2 separate regions of the Hordeum vulgare genome follow, and region 2 is linked to region 1. Evidence: chromatin contacts called from public HiChIP or PLAC-seq data. All regions are on one chromosome and are shown on one strand. Each heading gives the region's core, a stretch centred on a gene start, on an enhancer-like site or on the middle of the called end of the contact. The rest is flanking DNA. Distances are from core to core; before and after follow the strand shown.

Region 1 (5,316 bases), core at 1,015-3,514:
TCGAGCATTTTCAGCTGTCCAATCTCAGGAGGGATTGCACCGGTGAAATTATTGTTGTCCAGACACAGTTTGTTGGGAAAAGCACTGACCATCCGGTATTGACGTAATGGCGTCCAAAATACAGGCAGCTCAAGGAACTTTGGGTCCAACCTGGCAGCATTTTTCTCAGACAGCAGCATCGGCAACTTTGTCAATGCAGCTGGTATATTGCCTGTAAGCTTGTTACTTGATATATCTAGAAAGAATAGGAAGCCCAACCCATCAATCCAGGATGGTATCGGTCCAGTGAGTTGATTCAGTGATAGGTCTAGCATCTCCAATTTTTCAAGCTTTGATATCCAAAGAGGGATTTGCCCAACCAATGAGCAATCATCTATGGTGAGTACCTGAAGCTTCTCAAAACCATCAATTCTTTCATCCTGTGGTATGGTTTCACCCTTGAAGTTGGTTCCAATAAGCAGGGAGGTGAGATTCTTGCAGCTCTTGAGCATCTGAAGTGCATTTGTGATATTTGTAAAAGAGTTGCCGGTGACTGAAAGGAAGGAGAGGGACCTGAGATTTCCAATGCTTGGTGAGAACTGGCCATAAAATTTATTGAAAGCCAGCCGTAATGCAACTAGGTTGGTGCATGAGTAGATACTTTCAGGAATTGTACCAGTGAAGTTGTTCAATGAAAAATCAGCTGTCCTCAGATCCAACATGGTGAAGTTGACTTTGCCAAGTTCCCCGGTAAAACTGTTGTTTCTGATGGTAATGTATCTGAGACTTGAGCAGTTACCTAGGGCCGATGGCAGCTCACCAGACATATTATTGTTGTCCAAGTAGAGTTGCTCCAATCTTCTTAGCTGGCCGACAGAATCTGGAATCTTGCCAGTGAGACCAGTCGATCCAAGATTAAGGACAGTCAGACTGCTTAGTTTTGCTATGTGGGAGCCATCAAGAACTCCTTGCAAGAAATTGTTGGGTAAGGAGAGCTGCTCCAGTGAGGTAGCATTGAAGAGTTCAGCGGGGAGAGCTCCGGTGAGGCTATTGTGTCCAACCTTGAGCACTTTCAGCATGGTGCAACTGCCAAGCCCCGGGGGAATACTGCCACTGAACTGGTTGAAACAAAGGTCAAGCATGTCAAATAAGGGGGAATTGGTGCAGATAGAAGATGGTATTTGTCCTGTGAAGGTGTTGTTGCTCGCATTAAGAGCAACCAGATTCTTCATGGCCCCCCATGTTGTTGATGGAAACTGTCCATGAAATAAGTTGCTTGAGATATTGAGCACCTGGAGAGGAAGGCCAGTATCTGAGGATTGCAACTCCTGCAGATGACCATTGAGGCGGTTGAAGCTGACGTCGAGGACAATAATGCTTCTGGAGAACACCAATTCCGTCGGTAGGCTGCCTTCAAGCCAATTATGGGACAGGTTGAGACGCTTGAGGCCAGCAAGATCGCCGAGGGATGGCCAGATGACCCCTCTGAGACCTCTGGAAGCCACCAAGACGTCCGTGACCGTGCCGTCGCCGCTGCAGAGGACGCCATCCCATTGGCAGCAGTCCGTGCCGTTCACCCACGACGCGTTGAGACCGCCGCTGCCGCCCGGCACGAGCCTGCCCAGGAAGCCGAGGAGGGCGCCCCTCTCCTGCTCCGTGCAGGAGCTGGCCGGGGAGGCGAAGGAGAGCAGAAGAGCCGCAGCCACAAAACCAGCGAACGGCACGGATGATCTGGTGGTGTATCTGCTGCTACGGCATGATGAACTGAGCGGCTGCATGGTTCCCTCTCATGAAACTCGGGTGCCGCAGGGGCTGCTTTGCTCTACTTGGACCCTGGTTGCCTAGGCGGCCACCATGGGCGATGGGTTCGTGGCGCAGAGGAGCATGGAGGAGGAAGAAGCTGCCCCGCTGTTCCCTCGAGGAAAATGGCTAAGGTGAGGCGCTATGTGGACGCATACACGCACATCCTAATCAGCTCTTTTTGCACGTTTGCCGCTAGCGTGTTTTCCAGTCCATGGAGGAGGAAAAAAGAAAGGAATGCCCCCGCCCGCGCGCGCGGGCCCCGTTCCTCATGTTTGACCTTGTTGCTTGAGCCAGCGGCCAGCCTCCGGTTCTGGTATGCAAAAGTCCAACTTCCCTATGCAATACTACCACTACATTTTAGCTGTTGCATATCCTTGTCTAGGGTCTCGTCACCCGGCTTTGGAAGCTGGTGTTGAATACTGCGCCGTGCCCGTATAATAATCCACCAGCTACGTATATCTGTCTGTTATATCTATCTATTGCATATCTAATACTGTATCTTTCTGGTCCGATGGTACGACCCTAATTAACTACAACTATCAACAACTTACGGTGGCGTAGATGTCAATCCTGCTCGGTATTTGCATGTCGCCGGCGAAAATCGACGGCCATTGACTTGACAGCCGTTGATAAGTTCTCACCGGAATGAGAAAATTATTTACTGGAAAAGGAGTATTTTTTTCGTCTGTTCGTTTCAAAAAAATTCTGCCCCTTACGCGTGTCGCCTGTTCGGCGAGCAGGCGGCTCCGGTGATTCATTCGTTATCATCGAACAGGGAAAGAAAGAAAGGCGGGCGTCGCCGTCGTCGACGCATGAAAGGAACCGATGCTCAAGATTCCAGCGTCTGCAAGGCGCTTCTTCTCGATCTTCCTTTTCCCCGCAGTAGTAGTGGTAGGTACATGGGGAGAGCACTTGGAGCTTATCTTTGGGATGGAGCGCGCATACTCTGATGATAACATAAAGCAATCAATGATTAACGTCGTCGTCGTCGTTGATGCGTATGGGTGCTTGGTTTGATTGAGGAGCAAAGTGGGAGGCTCAGCTCAAAGGCGAATAATGGCGAGATTTGGTGCCAGGCGCGCACTTGTTCGCGGATTCTGGGGCCGTCTTTGCGTTCATGTACCTCGTGATCTTCTTTTGCAGATCATGTTGCTTCTTCTGTATGCCGTATAACTCCAACATCTTCTCCTTGCTGTCTGTTCATCGGAATACGGCGGGGGTGATGTCTTTGGGGGGTGGGTGGGTGGGTGGGTGGGTACCCCGTTCTTGACCCTGCCCGATCGAGGCGTTTACTTTTTGGAGCTCCGTTGGAGAGGGAGAGGGGTGATGTGTACGTATGCCGGAGGCTTTTTCTCTCCGGTTTGTTTTCCTCCTTTGGACCTACCGCGAGTATGACCTAGAGACCACCTCTTCTATCTTCTAGTACTACTACTGACCTATGCATGGATCACGACAAGAAAAAGTCGCCGGAAGCTTGCGGCCATGGGGTTCTCAGCGGCAATGCATGTGCTGTCGCCCGTCCCAGTCTCTACGGCGATGGATCCACGTAGAGATGTGGATCAAACTACTAAATGTAATCCACGGGGTATCATCTTCTTCTTTTTGCGGGGAGAAGATGCCGTCCATCCACTATCTGCAAGTGCGCTAGGTTTTTAATCTAGTAACAATTTTTTACATGATGATGGTGGCGGCGTGGCTCTCCATTAGTAAGCTCTACTGGATTCGATCTGAGATGTTATCTTGCCCGTCGCCACTGATTTATCACGGATGCCGCGTGTGGCCGTCTCTGTCTAAGGGGAAAATGTTGGTCATGCCTTAATCAACCTATGCAACTCAAAGCATCTCCTCCCTCGCAAAATAAATAAGTAATAATAATCAAAGCATCTCCGGTAACTGTTCTAAAATTGCTTGGAGTAAATATAGGGCACAGGAAATGCTTTTGTGGGCATGAAAAGTGATTGTCTTCAACGGCTGCTGTAAAATGGGGTATGAAATAGAGCACGACTGCTTTAATAGCTGTTGAAAAATAGTGCAGCAACACCACTTATTTATTGTGCACAATTGCATATGTATCGAACAAAATATGAACTTTGAATAGAAATTAACTTTGCAAGATCATCACACACATAACAATGAACAACATATCAACTATAACTTCAAATCAACATACCAGATTATAATAATTTAACATAATGAACAAAACAGGCTTCCACTTTCCACGGTTCAAACGATGCAACTAAGGCCTCCACTTTTTTTGTGTGCAGGGAATTCATACTTTCACTCGGCAACTCTAGTTGCAAACTTACCTACCCTACTTGTTGTTGCTGTCTGCCAGTATGTAAATATTTCCGAAAATTTGGACATATGGACATGAGATATCAAAGAGTAAAAAATATGTCACTGAGAATATGAATCTTTTGATAACCAACTCAAATTATCTTTCCCTGGTTTAGTCATATAAGCAATAAGCAAAGCAATTTAACTATAGATGCACTTGGTTTGATACATGATCCTACAAAGTATATTTGGTTTAAGGAAAATTATCCTCCCCACTCTAGCGCATTGCCTTTCTGGGCGTTTGAATGTCTGTTATCGTCCTGTTCACAGAGGCATAAGGATCTTTCTTCTCATAAGCAACTAGGATTTATTTTCTTATGGCGTAGTTATATAAGCAGCATGCATAATAAATAAATTAAATTTATCTTACTCGATTTTCTTTAGGTCAGATAGAGAAAGAAGGGGCGGGGGGGGGGGGGGGGGGGCAGTAGCAGATCTTACTCGGATTTAGTTTCCATAGTGGTAAGAACTTTGGTTTGGTACGTGATCCTAGAAAGAACATTTTATTTAAGGAAAATGATTCTCCACTCAAGCACATTGCCTCTGTGAGTGCCTTCATGACCAATATTTCTTGCTCTCTTTTACATATACTTTTTTTACTGTTTGATATATATTTTTCTTAATATAACGAGCTCGGGTTCTTTTTCCCTATCCCCTAGTTTAGTCGTATAAGCGGTATGCATAATTGTTTTAACTACACATCTTACTCGTGTGCCTTAGACAAGTATGCCGAGCTTTTCCTTGATGTGTTATGCCTGAACTATTATTGTTGCATACACGCTTTGTTATGTTGCTCTACTTGGTATTTTCCATTTCAAATGGTATGTGCATGTTGTGTATGTGTTTTGATTTTATTAAATGTATTTTTCATGTTACATGTTTTGTTATAAATGCTTCATGGGTTGATTTCTTATGTTGCATGAATTTTAGAATATCGCATATGTGCAATGACCTAGAAATTGTGTCACCGAACCTTTAGTTTTATGATATTATGGTGGCACTTCTCATTTAGCCCCATAAGTGGATTAGATGGCTAAGAAGGTGTCCCGTTGATCGACACCCATAATTCACCTTTATTCCATGGATTTCTGTACATCCTAGTTCGCCGAGAAAAAATGTTATTTCTTAGTCGACTTTACAACTTCTTTCTCCGTTTCTAGAAAAATGTTAACAATTTGTACATATAATGCAAGAGAA
Region 2 (5,316 bases), core at 1,608-4,107, 150 kb after region 1:
TTTTCGTTTATCCTTTAAATGCACCTTCCCGCTGTAGTTATTTAGGCTTCTTGTTGATATTTCAGGAAACATGTGATCCTATATATACTGGTCGTAATCTGTATAAAAGAGTGAGGTGGGATTATGTAACATGAAAAAAAGAGGTGCACCCTTGCTGTTAATAAAGAGAGAAAAGGTTCCTAAAAATGGAGGGAGAAGAGGTGCATCCTTGCTGCTAATAAAGAGAGAAAAGGTTCCAAAAAAAGAGGGAGAAAAAAAGTGTTGGAATGGAGGTTCGAACCCAGTTCTCTCGAGTGGAAGCAAGGCACTCAAGCCACTACGCCAGAGACATGCTTTTGATAGATGAGGATCTCGGGCTTTAAGAGTCGTGTGAGACAGCGGATTTGACAGAAAAAACCGAATCGTTTTCCTCATTTATGGATGGCATAGTGGGTAATTTAGGTCAACTTTGAGGATAGTTTTTATGACGTACGACAGAAGCGTTAGTTGCTTTATTTTTTATTTTATTTTTTTGAGCGGGGAAAGCCTGACGGCTTTTATATTTCATGTGAAAAAACACTTACATCATTAGCTAATGTATCAATGAGGAAGCCTAGAGACTCCTCCATTCACTTTATAGTTCTAGTGGGTTCGGCAAACCTAGCTAGGGTATGAGCTACCATATTTGCTTTTCTTGGGCAGAAAGCAAATTGGATCAGAAAAAAGTTCTTGGCGAGGAAGGAGCACTCTTCGTATACTGCCGCCGTTGGACCTAGTGAATTGCCGTCGAGTAACAAGGTGTCAATCACATCCTGACAATCAGACTCCATAATGATCTGTTGCACACTCACCTCGCTGGCGAAGAGAAGTCCATATCGCAAGGCTCTCGCTTAGTTGCTTTATTATTAGGGAAGAGGGGAGATTAGGGAAAGATACCTCACCGTACATAAGGAATAGATCTGCCTATAGTGCCAGAGCTTTGTGTTAATTGTACACAGCGCTTACATACGTTTGGCTCATGTAGTTTCTCCTTTTTTTTCTCTACCCAGTCTGGTTCGGAAAACCTTCTAGAAGCTTTCGACCGGGATTTTCTAACCATTTTTTATTTTGTTCAGGTTTTTTTGGGCTAGGTTTCCTTTGGTTTCCCTGCCTTTTTCTATTCTATCATTTTATTTTATTCTTGCATTTTTCATAATCCGTCAAGTTTGTCAGGTTCACTAGCTTAATTGAATTGTGAATAATTTTTTTGAGCCGAAACCTTTTGAAGTTTGTGAAGATTTCCTTAATTCATGAAAATTTTCAAATTTCGTGATTTTTTACGCCATGAAATTTTTCGAGTTCGTGAACATATTTCATATTGACAACTTTTCTGGAATTTGTACACATTATTATCTTTGACTTGTTGATTTTTTTCCTAATCCATGTTTCAAACTAACGAACAATTATTCAAATTCAATTTGGACCCATTCTTGAATTGTTGTCTAAAAGTCATTGGCTACCTGGTTCATGCGTCAACGATCAAATACAAATACACTTTCTTTTCACACGTACGGGGTCCTAAGAGCATCTCTAGCACACCCCGTAAAAGGATCAAACCTATAAAATTTCGGCGAGTATATGGGTTCGATCCGTTTTAATGGCCAGAACAGACCCCGTATCGCGCATCCGGGCTGTAAAAGTTTAACCGCGTCCCGCAAAAAGACCCCTCGAACTGGCATATATGCGGTTTTACATCGCGTTTACGGATCGAACCCTATCCTCCGCCGCGATTCAACTCCCACTCCACCCTAATTTCTCGCCGCCGACGAGACAAAAAAACCACCAGCGGACTGTCCCGACCCTGGACGGCCACAGAAATGGAGGGGATGATGCCGAGCGCCGTCGCCGCCGCGTCTCCGACGCCGCACGCAAGTGGGGATCACAGAGGTGGCTGAAGTATGACCTCCGGCCGCCTCCGGCTTTCGAATGCCGGGAGCTCGAGGAGTACGAGCACGAGCTCGCTACTCGATGCATCGGCTCCTTCGGCGCCTCGTCCTCGCGGACCATCACTCCGGTGAAGAGAAGGGCGGAGGAGCTCGGACCGCTCACCGTCAAGCTCGAGGACGACGCCGGCGAACTGCGTAGAGGGGTCATCAGCCTCGAGGATTATCTTTCCCCGAGGCAAGAGGATCACCTCATGCACGCCAACATGGAGCGCTCGGTGAGGGAGGCGGCGGAGGACGCCACGCACAACCGACGCGAGCTCGAGATCGAGCAGACCTTGCTCGAGCAAGGGGTCACGGCGTCGCAGGCGAGCGCGTCGAAGGAGACGGACCTGCGCGTCCTGAAGGCAGAGTAGGACAAGATCTGGATCGACCTCGACTCCAACTCCGACGAGGAGTAAGCTCCTTCGTCTCCTCCGCCGCGTTGTCGCCGCCGCACCCGTCGTTCTGGTAGCATTGAGTTGGGTACGCTGCACGGCCCGCAGGTCCCCTTACCTAGTAGTAGTATGAAGAACTAATGTAGTTTGATGAAGAACTGATGTAGTTTTTGCAAGAACCGTGCTATAGTTCGATGAATGATGTAGTAGTTGCTTCGGGCCAACATTTTTTTTTTCAAATTTTACAGTGTTATATACGGGATCTAATCTTTGACGCATGAAATGGTGCCGCAAAATCGCTCCGTAGCGACCTGTGAATCCATTTTGTATTCTTTTTTACGGGGTCTTTTAGAGATGCTAACACAAGCACATGGGTCAATGGTTAGTCAATTGGCCCGGTGGCACGGTGTGGAGACCCTAAAGTTCAAATACACATTCTTCGGGGGATTTTCAGAAGTTTGTGGTCATCCAAAATGAAACGCGAACTAGTCCAGCTCCACTCCACCTAGAACCCATCGTCGTCCACGCTATCACACCAGAATCCAGAAGCCTTATCCTGCTGCCATTGCCAACGCCGAGAACAAGATGCGCCTCCACTAGTGTTCCATTCCATGTCGACACAAAGCGGCCGAGATTCAGATTCGGCTGCACTCGTCCTCGCCTTCTTAAGGCCGTCCATGCAAGCGAACCGAGCTCCAACCAAGAGCAGTCTCTCACGGTCTAGTTCGCTCTCGCCAACGCGATGGCGACGCCTGGCCGCCGGCCGTCGGCGCAGCAGCAGCCGCAGCCGCTGACGGTGGACTTCGAGGCGCTGAGCTACATCAGCAGGCTCGTGGAGGCTTTCCAGGCGTTCGACTCCGACAACGACGGCCTCGTCACTGCCCCCGAGCTCCGGGGCCTCCTGGCCTCCCTGGGCCTCGACAAGTCGGAGGCGGAGGCGCGGGACATGCTGGCGCGCGCCGACGCCGACCGTGACGGCCGGCTCTGCGTGGAGGAGTTCCTGGACGTGATGAACGCCGGCGAGCTCGGCCTGGGCGCGCTCGGCGAGCTGCTGCAGGCCGCCGTCCCGGCGCTGGAGTCCTTCGCGGGGCCCGACGGCGCGCTGGGCGCCGACGAGCTCGCCAGGGTGCTGGGGCTCATGGGCACCGCCAGCGCCGAGGACTGCGCGGAGATCATCGCGTGCATGGACGGGGACGGCGACGGCGCCATCAGCGTCGAGGAGTTCAAGCTCATGGCTGACCTGCTCTAGGGTCGAGCTGCGTACGTACTGAGCCAGCTAGAGCGCGTGCATAAACATGAAGTTGTGCACTGCCTACTGCGATGTACAGTAATGATTATCGATTAATAAGCATATAAGCACGTTCGGAGAGTTGTGGGCACTGTTTCTGCACCGGGCTGGAGTACCATAAAAGGATGGATACATGAGAGTTTCTGATGTCTTGCAATGAGTATACGAGCACGTGCTCCCACTAGTCAAATTGTATTTTCGATCTTATAGAAAAAAAAAGATATGTCATTTGGTTCATACGATAGGAATTTTTTCCATAGATCTGAGCTAATACATTTTTTCTTATGAAATGTAAAGAATAAAAATCAATCTTATGTAGGAATAGAAATCCATTCCTACAAAGTACAAACCAACGAGTTCTACCTATATAGAAATAGGAAGAGTACAAACCAAAGGGTTTTCCTCGGGTCAGAAAAGTTTGTTGCGTATGATTTGTTTTGATATACAACGTGTGTTGGGCTAGACGAGCCAGCCGAAACGGCCCAGTATTCAAGAAGCAAATTCATTCGGCCTATTTCTATTAGTGTTGGGAAAATTTAAAGAAAAGCGCCCCACCATAACTTTTGCATGCAACGGCTCGCATAGCCTCATGCACATGCAACAATCTTTTACCTGAAGCTTACATCATTGCATTAAATGCTTTCTTAAATTTTAAAAATGATTTATCTTACAGATTAATAATTTGATCGGAGATCCGTCTTTACTGTTAGGTTCGTCTCGACGAGACCTTCAAAATAAGATCTCATGTTGACATGTTTCATTGATTTTTTTTCGTCGTTTCTAGTTGTCACATTTATGTCATCATAGTTGTTATCTTATGGGTCTATAATTGTCACAAAAATTATACATAGTTATGGGGGCAATAATTTTATACTTGTTAAGCATTGCAATGTTATGTGAAGCTAAAAAGTGGGTATTAGAGAACTAACAATAAGCAAGTAAACGCATGAACGCACAAGTACAATGAATCAAGTTTTTTAATGGAGTATATCAACATTCATAAGCCTCATAATCAAGTTGATTTAGTGTGAGAACTATGTGACAAATAATACGACAAGTAAGAGATAGTAATCTGACAAGTACCGACGAAAATAAAAGTTATCGAAACATAGCGACATGGGATCTATTTTTAAAGATCTTGTCGCAAAAAAATCAATGATGAAAGCAGATCATTAATTAAGATAACGGCTTGAAAGATAAATCTTTTTAAATGCAAAATAAAAAGAACATTTACTGATGTCATGCTCGTGTAATATTGCATGCATGTAAAGAATTGATGGAAGAAAGCCGTCACATGGGAAAACTAATGTCTAGCGCTGCTCCCTAGTGAAGTCCATTAGTGTTTCACATTGCCGGTACAAATTCTAAAATTTAGTCCCACCTCAGCTCACTGAGATGGTTTTGACAAGCTTAAAGGGGGCTGCATTTACTCTCTACTACTCCCTCTATTTTCAAATGTAGGCCGTTTTAGCGATGGTAGTGTAATTTCCACCATGTTACAATTTTTTTTCACTTTTCCAATTTGCCCTCCCACATCATTGCTTGCTCACTTGCACCACTCGCTCTCCAGCGCACTCTCTTCAGTTCCACTCCTAGCTTCGCTCATCGGTGGCCCGCGGCCCCATCGCTAACCTCCCGTGTGCCACTTCTCCTCGATGTCGGCCTCCCCTCTGCCTCACCCTCTCGACGT

What was found. HiChIP or PLAC-seq counts read pairs in DNA pulled down with a chosen protein or histone mark.
Region 2: an H3K4me3 HiChIP or PLAC-seq map of embryo shows a contact between it and region 1, with 6 times the contacts expected there. The contact joins the promoter of LOC123409843 here to the promoter of LOC123408977 in region 1. A contact is called at or near these places in 5 of 6 Hi-C or Micro-C datasets (leaf and seedling) and 1 of 1 datasets of contacts at active chromatin or transcription factors (embryo).

Annotation. Positions count from the first base shown.
Region 1 is chr7H:575,535,916-575,541,231 of MorexV3_pseudomolecules_assembly, forward strand. It overlaps LOC123408977 (tyrosine-sulfated glycopeptide receptor 1-like), which reads right to left and starts at 2,265. Exons shown (of 1, transcript XM_045101991.1): 1 at 1-2,265. The coding sequence starts at 1,757.
Region 2 is chr7H:575,688,138-575,693,453 of MorexV3_pseudomolecules_assembly, forward strand. LOC123409843 (probable calcium-binding protein CML29) reads left to right here and starts at 2,858. Exons shown (of 1, transcript XM_045102714.1): 1 at 2,858-3,783. The coding sequence starts at 3,081. The coding sequence ends at 3,587.